2 separate regions of the Sus scrofa genome follow, and region 2 is linked to region 1. The links are chromatin contacts, called in public promoter capture Hi-C maps. All regions are on one chromosome and are shown on one strand. The core of a region is the stretch at or near the end of the contact, and the rest is flanking DNA. Distances in the headings are between cores, read along the strand shown.

What was found. Promoter capture Hi-C pulls out the DNA fragments that hold promoters and counts their contacts.
Region 2: a contact with region 1 is called in a promoter capture Hi-C map of liver, with 4 times the contacts expected there. The contact joins two enhancer-like sites. A contact is called at or near these places in 1 of 5 promoter capture datasets (liver) and 1 of 47 Hi-C or Micro-C datasets (epiblast stem cells).

What each region holds. Positions count from the first base shown.
Region 1 is chr1:305,267-310,651 of Sscrofa11.1, reverse strand. No RefSeq gene overlaps it. Among named protein-coding and RNA genes, the nearest start is that of DLL1, 110 kb to the right of the region's middle. Within about 2 kb of position 3,266, at least 5 of the 83 cell types and tissues checked have an H3K27ac peak or open chromatin away from gene starts, as enhancers often do. A contact at or near this core is called in liver, where this site is marked.
Region 2 is chr1:373,122-378,506 of Sscrofa11.1, reverse strand. No RefSeq gene overlaps it. Among named protein-coding and RNA genes, the nearest start is that of ERMARD, 170 kb to the left of the region's middle. Within about 2 kb of position 2,491, at least 14 of the 83 cell types and tissues checked have an H3K27ac peak or open chromatin away from gene starts, as enhancers often do. A contact at or near this core is called in liver, where this site is marked.

The sequences.
Region 1 (5,385 bases), core at 2,017-4,516:
CAGGGATGAAACCTTGCCCCAGCAGCCACCTGAGCCCCTGCAATGACAGTGCTGGATCCTTAACCTACTGAGCCACAAGGGAACTCCCATAAGTGATTGATTTTAAAGTTGTTGCCATTACTATTTATTTTTATTGAAATGTATTTTAGGAAAATGTCCCACAGATGCTGTCTACACAGCCAGCAGCCTGAGCCCCTCCCCTAAAGGCACTTTTCTCTGCAGCTGGGGTTCTGTTGCTTCTGGGAGGACGTGCGTCACTCCCAACAGCCCGTGAGGCTGGGGGCCCCCTGCCTCCCACCAGGAGGTTCCCAGGCAGTGCCCTCCCGCTCCTGACCACGGCCCGTTCCCGGCAAGCTCCCTGCTGTGCTCTCGTCCCCGGACTTAAGAAGGCAAAGCAAGACAAGCCCTCTGTTGGGGCCACCTTTCTCTTTAGCTGCTGCGGCCTTTCCGGCCTTGTCTCTCCTGCGAAGTCCCTGCCGGGAGCATCCCTTGGCTTCCACTTCCCGGCCTTTCTGTGTCCCCTTTGCTCAGGCTTCAGCCCCTTTGCTCCACCGAACAGCTCCTGAAGCCTGGACCACGTCACCGGGCCTGCCGCCGCTCGCGTCCTGGTCCTGGCCCGCCACCTCCTGGCCTCTTGCCCTCGCCCTCAGCCATCGGCCCCCACCATGGACCCCACCTTTCGAGGGCAGCTCGGGCCCTGCCCCGCACAGCCTGGGCCTCCCGGGCACCGCAGTCCCGTGTGGGGTGTTCACCCCGCGCTGAGGCGGGCTCCTCCCTTCCCCGCCGCAGGGAACGCTCTGGGCCCTCGCCAGACCCCAGGCGCTTTCCCCACCGCGCCCACACCCAGGGCATCAGACGATGCCTGCGCTCAGCCTTCAGGCCCCGTCGGGGTGTCTGGCGGAGTCTGCCCTCCTCTCCAGGGTGCGGGCCCCGCCAGGTGGCCTCAGAACGCGCATGTCTTACGGACCGATGCGTCCCCGTGCTGCGGAGGGGCCTGGGGCAGAGCGTCCAGCGAGGCCGAGGGCATGCCGGAGCTCCCTCTTGCCCAGCTCCCCTGAACTTCTGGTCCCTCAGCAAGTGTTCGAGGCCCCCAGGACCCTCACTGGTTGCTGTGGGTCCTTTCTGTCTGTTTGTTCCGTCTTTCTTAGAAGCCGCCCTTCCTGTCCCCTTGATGGAGGTATATTGTCACATTTTATCTCCCTTTTTGCAGCTGCCACACTCGGGTAACACGCTCGAACATGCGTGCGTCTGCGGACGGGCCCTGTGGCTCCTTCCATCCTGGGGTCTGGCCAGCCTGCCCTGAGCGGACCCCCACAGGGACGGGTACCCGTCTCCCTTCCCTGAGGAGGGAGCAAGGCCCCCTGCGCCTGGGCCGGGGGCCCCCACACGAACCCTGCAGGGTGGACTTTCCACCTCTGTCCCCGCCCTGCTGCACCGGTGCCTCCTGGAGTCATACCCCCCACTGGTCGACCTGAAGCAGCGGGGTGGGGCCTGCCCTCCTAAAAAGCGCAAAAGGCCAAAAAGTGGGGCTTGTGAGAAGTTCCTCAGAGTCGGTGGCTTTGTTTAGGAAACAAACTGTGACAAGCGCAGCTCAGCCGTCACAGCCCCGCCCCGCCGACCTCTGCGATGTGGGAGCACCCACCTGGGAGCAGCGGGGTGGGTGGGGCTCTGTCAGGGCAACACGAGGTGGCAGAGGCCCTGCAGGCGGAGGGTGGGGTTGGGTCCAGTATCCCAAGGTGTCCACAGCATGGCGGCTTCTGTGGAAACGCAGATTGGACGGGCTCAACGGCAGGCACCTGGGTGCAGGGGCCGTCAGGTTACAGGGAGCAGGAGCGCCCCGCGGCTGCCGCTGAGGTCACTCTCCTTGGGGACGGACGGGGGCTGCTGGTCTAGGGTGAGGTGGGGCCAGGCTGCAGGCCCCAGGGTGCCAACACCTTGTGGAGAAACCCCTGGGACCCAGTGTGGAGCCTAGATCCACACCTCCAACCCTGCCAGGCTGAACGCTCTCCCACAAATTCGCAACCAACGTGGGGGCCAGGATCTCTCAGATCTCCTGCCCAGATGGGCAAGCATCGAGCTCTAAGTCCTGCAGTCCAAATATCTGGTATTTCTGTTTAAATGTCAGCCTCATCCTCTGATACCAGGATGCAGCCCAGATTCAGCCGGAGAGCATCCACCGCCTCGGCAGCAGGACGTCCTCCCGGGGTTTGCGGGAGGACCTGCCCGACCGTCCCAGGAGACAGTGTCCCCGGACTGCGCAGCAGCCACTGCTCTCACGGAGGACAGAATCTGCAGGAAGCCAAGCGCGATTCTCCAGTTCCCAGAAGCACGGGGAGCCCTGCAGCCAGCAGCAGGAGGGACCGAGGAAGGCCCAGGTGAGGCCCAGGTGGGCCCCAGGTGAAGGCTCAGTAGGGTGGGGATACAGATTGCACCTGGGAAGTGTTGCCAAGGCTTCTAGTCACCTTCCATTTAAAATCAAGTGAGAGAAAAATACTCTGTCGAGAAGAGGTGACCCACCCTCAGGTGTGGCTGGATGTCACACAAGACAACATCCATCTGGAAAACAAGGGTCTCGGAAGGCAGGGCAGGGTGGGGGCTGCCATCCATCTCCGGTGTGGGCAGGGGCTTGCCCGCCCTCGGCCCACGGCCTCCAGTAGGACAGGTTCCCTCTCCCAGCACTCAGGCTGCCACACAGGGGTCGGGGATGGGGTGGCGGGGCAGCAACTGTTGGCCGAAAAGGAAACTCTGCAATAAATACAGCACAGACTCCAGAACGCTCCGCGATATCATCTGCACAATCCCTGTGGCAGAGAAGCCAGCCTGGCTCAGCTGTGACCGGGGCCGCTGCTGGGAGGAGGGACTCTGGTGACTCGCTGCCCCCCAAGGCTGCCGTGGAGCCCCTTGGAGGTGGAGCGACAGGGATCTGGGTGGAGATGGGACGGCCGGAAACAGGCCGCACTTCACACAAGCAAATGACCTTTGCTGCGGGCCTTGACCGCTGGGCTCTGCCGCCACGTCTGGATGTGTTGTGAGCCAAGAGCATGCGGACAGAAGGAGGAAAGCCAGGGGCAGGGGAGACCCCTGGCAGCACCAGGGCGAGGAGCGGACGCCTCGTCAGGCTGCGCTCTACACCTGCCACCGGACGGCTTGCCTGTGGCGAAATTCGAAAAGCCTGGATTTTCTTTTTACTAAGGTAGAGTTGATACACAATATTACATGTACGTTTCAGGTCACAACGTGGTGACTCAGCAGTTTGGAAGCTTATCCTCGCTTTGCCGTCGCCAGAACGCAGGCTCCGTTCCCTGCGCTGTACCTGACACGATTGCGGCTTGTTTATTTTATGCCCAGCGGCCTCTGCCCCCAATCCCTCCTCTTCCCGCTCCACAGCCGACCACGAGTCGCTTCTCTGCGAGTCTGCTTTTTCTGTGTCACTCGCCGCTTTGTTGACTTTTTTAGATCTCACGTGAAAGCGACACTGTACAGTGTTTCCTTTCTCTGTCGGACGTCTTGCATTTGGCGGAACTGCCTCCGAGCCCATCCGCGTTGCTGCACGGGCCAGATTTCATTCTTTCTGTGGCTGAGTGCTGTTCCATTGTATATATGTGCCACATCTTCTGAATCCATTCATCTGTTGGGGGACACGTAAGTCTCTTCCATGTCCTGGCTATTGTGAAGAGTGCTTCTGCGGACACTGGGGTGCATGGATCTTTTTGAATTAGAGTTTTGAGGGTTTTGGGATCTATATCCAGGAGTGGAATTCCTGGGTTGTAGGTAGTTCTATTTTAAATTTTTCCAAGACCCTCCATACTGTTTTCCATAGTGACTGCCCTAAATACATTCCCGCCAATAGGATCCGAATGTTCCCTCTTCTCCACACCCCCTGCAGCATTTTGGTATTTGGTGTCTTTTTGCTGATGGCCATTCTGACCGGTGCGAGGTACCTCAGTGTGGGTTTGAGCTGCATCTCTCTGCTGATGAGTGAGACCGAGCACCTTTTCTTGTGCCTGTTGGCCTCCATATGTTTTCTTTGAAAAAAATATCTATTCAAGTCTCCTGCCCATTTTTTAACTGGGTTTGGACATTGAGCTGTATGAGCTGTTTAGGTAATTTGGATGTTAACTCCTATCTGGTTGTGTAATATGAAAATATTTCCTTCCATTCGGGGATTGTCTGTTCATTTTTGTGGATGGTTTTCTTTGCTGTGCGAAAGCTTTTAAGTCTAATTAGGTCTCGTCTGTTTATTTTTGCTTTGTTTCCTTTGCCTTAGTGGATTTTTTAAAGAAGAGAAACATTTGTGTATTCTTCTAAAAAAAAATTACGAGTGAGAAATTCTGCTGAGGCCAATGCCACTCTCCTGCTGGTGCGAGTGCACGGCTCCGAGGGGCAGGATGCAGACCTCATATAACCCAGCCTTGCCCTGGGGAGTGATTTTGCCCAATTGCCTGCGGAAAGTTAAAGTGAGACCGAGGGGGAGCCAAGAGGACACAGCGCGGCCTCCGGGTGGGTATTATGTTTCAGGAGCTGGAGGCTGTGTGCATCCCTGAGACTGAGCCTGGAGACAGAGGCACCGAGCCAGTACAGACACCCCCCAGGCACGTCCCGGGGGACAGCCGGGCGCTGAGAAATCCTGGGCCGGGGGCTCAGGGGCCCTGTGGATTTTTGTGGCTGTGGCTTCTTGTCATTGGGCCAGAAGGACAGGGGTCCCGCCTTCCCCCTGGCCCTGTGATCCTGGGCAGCCACGCCGGCCCGGAGCCTCTGGCCTTAAGGTCCAGCTAAGCCCAGCACAGGTGTCCAGCCTCGCCCTTCAGCTGAGCTGAGACAGAAGTCGCCTCTCCCAGTAAGTCCAGGTGATCTGCATCTTCTAGACCAGAAAGGGACTTTTCGTCTCCTTGCCGAGTTATTTAGGGAAGAACTTACTTTGGAAAGCAAGGCTGGCCCTCTGCTGTCGCTGGCCCCTTGCGCCGGGGGAGGCCCAGGGCAAGGGAGGCCCCCGCCAACCAAGAACCTCCTTCAGAAAATCCTCCTTGTGGATCGAAGCCCTGTCACCACCAGCCCTGGGAGCCGGTGGTGCTCACTCTGTGTCTGCTCTCCGTTTGCTACAACGGGCCTTGGCTTCTGTCTTTGGCCTGGTTTTCTGGGCGAAGCCTCAGGCACCTCGGCCGAGAGGCCCGCACATCCAGGAAGCAGGGTTTGTCATCTCCAGGCCGCCCAGGGCCTCCTCTTTACCAAGTCCTTCTCTCCCTCCAAGGCTGGCAGGCTGCCTGCAGGTGGGCCGAGCCCGCCCACCCGAGAAGTGTTCACGGCTGCCCCTCCTCCCCAAGGCCAACCCTGCAGCTTCCTGCTCCCCCTGGAAGATGCTGTCTCCCATCAGAGGGTGTCCAGGGA
Region 2 (5,385 bases), core at 1,242-3,741, 69 kb before region 1:
CCACAACGCGGTTGCTGATTTCCTGTTAACACCTGTCTAATCGGCCAGGTCTCTGCCAAGGTGTCAGGGAGCAAACGGGAAGAAAGACGAGCTGCGAGCGCGGTCCCCTCGGCCACGGCCACCTCGCGCCCTGAAACCATGAACCTCAGGGACAGCCTCGGGCTCCACCACGTTCCCATGCCCGCCTTGCTCACTTTCCCCAGACCTCGCCCGCACGCATCTCACCAGCCCCGCCGCTGTCCTGCCTGTCCTCTCGGCCAGGATGGTGTTGGCACAGATGTGAGGTGTGGGTGACCCTCACGATAAGTCCTGGGGTGCAGGCCTCACAGCAACGTCCTCCAGCTCCTCCTCCGGGGCCAAGCCCGGGGTCAGGCTGGCCTCTCTCGAGCTGCCAAGAGCGCCCTGGCGGGAAGGGAGCCAGTGACCCAGACTTGCTGCCAAGGGAGCCAGGGCTCTGTGATGAATCCTGTGTCTCCGGGGCTGGTGTTTTCCCAGAGAAAAGGCAGGTGATAGCCCCCACTTGGCGGCGTAAAAATGGGCTAGAGAAACACCTGGGAGGGACGTCACTCAGTGAAACTCCGCGCTTGGCTGGGGCAGGGGCTGGAGCTGGAAAGGCCCAGGGGAGGCCCAGGCGAGGCCGGGGGAGGCCCGGGGAGCCACTGTGTGGGTACAGGTAAGACGGCTGTTTGCACAGCGGGCGGGAGAAACAGCTGTGGTCCAACTGGCACCAAGTCTGAGGTCATGTCTACTGCCGGGCCTGGGACCCTCCTGAGAGACGGCCCCAGGCAGTGGGATGGCTGGTGGAGTCTGAGGGACCCCCGTCGGGAACCCCCCCACTCTGAGGAGCCCACATTCCCCACCTCTGTCCCTCCTTCGCGGCCCCCAGTGTTCCCTTCGACCCGCCTGGTGCCGCCGAGGGGCCTCTGGACCCAGTGTCTCTGCCTCAGCAAGATCCTGCCTTCCCGTTGCGTTAGTGGGAGCGCCCTGAGTTCGTGGCCTGGCAGGCGGCCCCCGAGCCTGCCCTCCAGGGCGGCAGGAAGAGACGCAGTCCTCCCATGACCAAGTCTGCACACCTAGAGTGGGCTCCCGCTTCCCCGTGACAGGAGCACCGAGCCAGCGTCTGCCCTGAGCCTGGGCATGGTTTGCTGTCCCCGTTCAGACCAGGCTGTGTGCGGTGGCCACAATCTCGTCGCAGGGACCCTGGAGGCCGAGGTGCGTGTCAGATGCATGGTTTCTGGCTCAGCAGCAGCAAACAGGTGGTGCCAAGACCATCTGGGTGGACCTGAGTGTGGTCACCCGGCGGTGGCCCTGTCCTCCTCTGAGCCGGTGGGTGCGGCTGGAGGGGACGTCTGGAGGGGATGTCTGGGAGAGGTGGCAGGACACCCTCGAGCTCTCCAGCCTGTCCCCAGCCTAACTTTCCTTCAGAGTGCCCTTCTTACGATGTCCAGCCTCGCGCTTCCTTCGTGCTGTGTGGACACCGAGCAGGCGCCCTTCCTGGCGCCTCTTCCAGGCCCTCTGGACACATCTTCACTGGGTCTCGATGCCCGAAGGTGACCCCGTCGTCTCCGTTTCTCAGCTGAAGCCCCGGGGCCCCGAGGGTTGGACTCGCCTCTGTGCGTGGTGAAGGTGGACACAGACCCCCGTCTGCGCTGCCCCCTGGGAGCCCCCCTCCTGGACGACGGTGAGGGGGACGTGAGGAAAAAGCTGATGGAAATCCACCCGAGCAAGAAGCCCGTGTCCCCCCGGGTCCACCCGCCCGCCCTGCGAAGGGCCGCTCTGGGCAGCATGACAAACGCCGCAGAGGAGGTGGTATGAACAGGGAAGCTGAGCCCCGCGGCCTGGAAAGCCGGGTGCGGGCAGGCGGTCCCCCAGGCCTCTCCTGGGTGCGTCGACGGCGCTCCGGGTCCTCGAGTGGGCGTCCCTCTCCCTGTCGTTCTGGGCACGGCCCACCCTGAGGACGCGTTTACCTTAGTCCGTCTTCAAAGACCCCAGTTCCAAACGGTCGGTCGTCTCGGGAAAGATGAGGTTGGTTCCTGCCCTATGTCATGGGCCGTGGAAGTAAGAAGGAAAAAGGGGTGAGGGGGTGAGAAGTGGGGGACACAGGCCACAGGGGCCCTGGGGGGCTGCGAGTAGCCTTCCCGTACATGCGGACGTGGGAGAGGCAGGTTGCGGGGAGGGGGGTTGGGGGGAGGGGAGGTGGAGCTGACGTGCAGCGGGGGTGGGTTGACTCAGTGAACTGGAGGGGGGTGGGGAACGGACAAAGGAACAAACACCCCCGGGGCCCCTTCAGCGCAGGTGTCGTCGCGTCTTGTCGTCGCGTCTTGCCGGGGCGGAGCCGGGAGAACCTCAGGAAGGCTGGGACCCTCTGGCGGTCCATGCCCGGCCCAGGACAGTCCGGCCTCGAGTTTTGGACCCAGAGTGCAGGTTAAACAGGCACTTCAGGGACTAGCTAATGTCCAGCTGGCTCTTTTCCCTGCAGGTGACCTGAGTGGCTCCTGCTGCGGAGAGAGCTCTGGGTCCTGAGGGCACAGAGTCCAAAATACGAGGAAGGGCATGGGGCGACTGACCGGCCGACCGGCACGAGACGAGGCACCGCCGTGGTCACGAGTGTAGGGCAGCCAAGCAAAAGCGCAGGTCCCATCGGCAGGTGAAAATGCAGAAATCGGGATTGAGACCCAGTGCCGGGGGCGGAGGGAAACACCGTCTCAGTGTCCCGAGAGGCCAGTGCGGGGACGGCCCTCGGGGGCCGGAGGGCTTGGGGGGGGCCTGCCTTGAGGCCACGTTCCCACAGGAAAAAGGCGGTTTCCTCCCGAGGCTCCGTGACTTCAGCCAGGCCTGAGGCTTGGGCGCAGGCTGGGCACAGCTGGGGCTCCCCGGGGCCCTCCGTGGGCTTCTCTGGCTGCCGTCTGTCGGCACAGGGGCTGGAAGCAAGCAGAGTTCCGAGAGTGGGAATCCCAATTCCACGGCTCCCAGATGACCCGCTAGCAATAAGCAGTTTGGACGTTTCCAGTCTGAGATTCTGCCGAGTTTGCTGTTATAAACATATGATTCACTAGTTCCTCTTGAAATTGTAGCCATGTGTTTATGCATCACGCTCCCCTGTTGCGAGATCAGAGAAAAAGGACATTTCATGTCCCTTTCCCATCACGGCTTTTTGATAGAAAAGAAATGGTTCGTAGCTGAAAGGAAGGGAGGGAAGGAAAGCAAGAAACAAATCAGGAAAAAGAAGAAAGCGACAGCTTTTGAGTTTGCTGAAAACTGTCACAGTGGCTCATGGAACAAATCTGGAAGTGGTGTTACCAACAGACGTCCGGAAGGCACAGACTGAAGCGAGGGAAGGGGCAGCCCGGAGCCACCACCTAAGAAATCCTGGAATTTTGAGAAAGATTTCCTGGAAGGAGGCTGCGTGCCAGCTGGCACGGGGTCATCTGGATGCAGTTCACATTTTTCTCATTAACCAGTGTTGACTTCTTATTATCACAGAAGCGCTCCATGGCCGTTGCGGAAACAGACGGGAACCAGTAACGGAGAAGTGAGAACAGTCCCATAGCATTACCCTCAGAAGCAGCGGTCGCAAATATGCTTGCAGCCCTTCTCTGCCTACCTGCGGACATGAGTGATCACGTCATAGACGTGCGTAGCCTTCTGTTGAGTGCGATTTTAAAGACAGAAAATCGCACATGTAACTTCACAAGAGGTGTGTCCCCTCCGGTTACGCGGTGGTGGCAGCACACTGAGTGCGGGCCCTGCCCCGAGTGCTCTCTGTCCCAGCCCTGCCCCATGAGCAGCTGTGGCGCAGAGAGGTTGTGTGGCTTGGCCAGGGTCGCATGGAGTTAAGTGGTGGGGCTGGAACTTGAGCCCAGGCAGTGGCTCCAGCCTCTGGGATCTAAACCTCTTCTCAGGTCAATTCGTGACATTTAACGATCCTGTAGTGGTTCATTGTATTGATTTGCTATAATTTATTGAAATGGTTGCATTTTTGTTTCAATTTTTTTCTCTTCTATAAAGCACATTGCAAGGAACATCTTATAACCAAATGCCTGTCCTCAAACTAAATGATTTCTCCCCCTCTGGTCCAACCTCCGGAGAATTCCCTCCACATCTCTGTGCCCTTCTCTGCGTCCATCCTTCCCCTGGATGTGCTCACACCTGTCCACACAGGGAGAGCCTTGACTCGCCAGGGGGGGCTGCTCCAGACACGCAGGTGCCGGGAACCGGCACAACGACCTGAGGTGCGTCTCTCTGGAATCCGAGCGCAGAATGTCCCCAGCGGGTTCCAGAAACGTCCCACCCCGACGAACCACTCCAGGGCCTGCATGGGGCTGAGCTTCTGCTTCGTGTGTCTGCAAAGCCCTGGGGTCCCGGCTGCCTTGGCCGGGCTTCCTGGGTCCACACAGATGGGCATGTCCTCTGGACCCAGATGGCGGAACTGGGGCCTGTGCCCCTCGTCTCGCTTGCCGGGGTCAAGGTTGCCCTCATGTAAATAAGTGTCTCCAGACTAGCCGGAGGAATTGGGTTGTGGCTGGAGGGTCTGTGCGAGCCAGGAGGGTGGACCGTGGTCTGCAGCCGGCACACCTCCAGGAGCCTGCTCATTCCCGAGTTCTCAACGGAGAGAGCGCCACAGCTGTCGCCAGCCCTTCCCTCCGCGCCTCCGGGCTGGTCAGGGGGAGGAGGTCAGGCACAACTGGAGATACCGCGGATGTTTGTCCACAGGTCAGAGGAGCTCCAAGCCCCCCACCCGCCCCGCACCCTCTGTTCTGCCCGACCCCGGCCACAGCGCCCACCTGCTGCCCCTCCCGAGCTCAGAGCGCCCCAGGAGTTTTGTCCCTGGACAGAGTGGACTCTGTCCCGTCCGCCGGCCACAAGGCACAGAGGGAGGAGATCTGACCGTGGGCACCGGCACCCGGAGCCTTCAGACCCAGCCGTTCCTCTTCTGGAGCTTCCGCCACAGCCAAGAGAGGTGCTGAGCGACGCATGGATGCTGAGCTGCGTGGGGAATGGCAGGGACTGACCGGAAATACCCTGACCCTCTGGGGCCAGGATGGACGTCCACGCATCCAGCTGGCCCGAGGCGGGAGGGACTCTCAGGTGCCCCCAGCGGGACAACGCCACGCCAACCAGGACAGTGACCATAACCAGAGCGGCGTGGCTGGCGGGGAACCTACTTCCCATTTTCAAACTTTTGCAATTACTTCCACTCTTTCCACGTCAATGTATTTGCTGGTACAATATTCAATTCAAGAAAAATTGCTTAAGATAAGACTAATGTTGAAGTGGCCAAAACTACTGTAACATTCCCAACCTGCTCTTAAGGGAAAAGTCTTCTCTTGTGTGGATTCCGTCTGCAAGGCGCCAAGCAGGACAGGTGCCCACAGGCCGACGCCT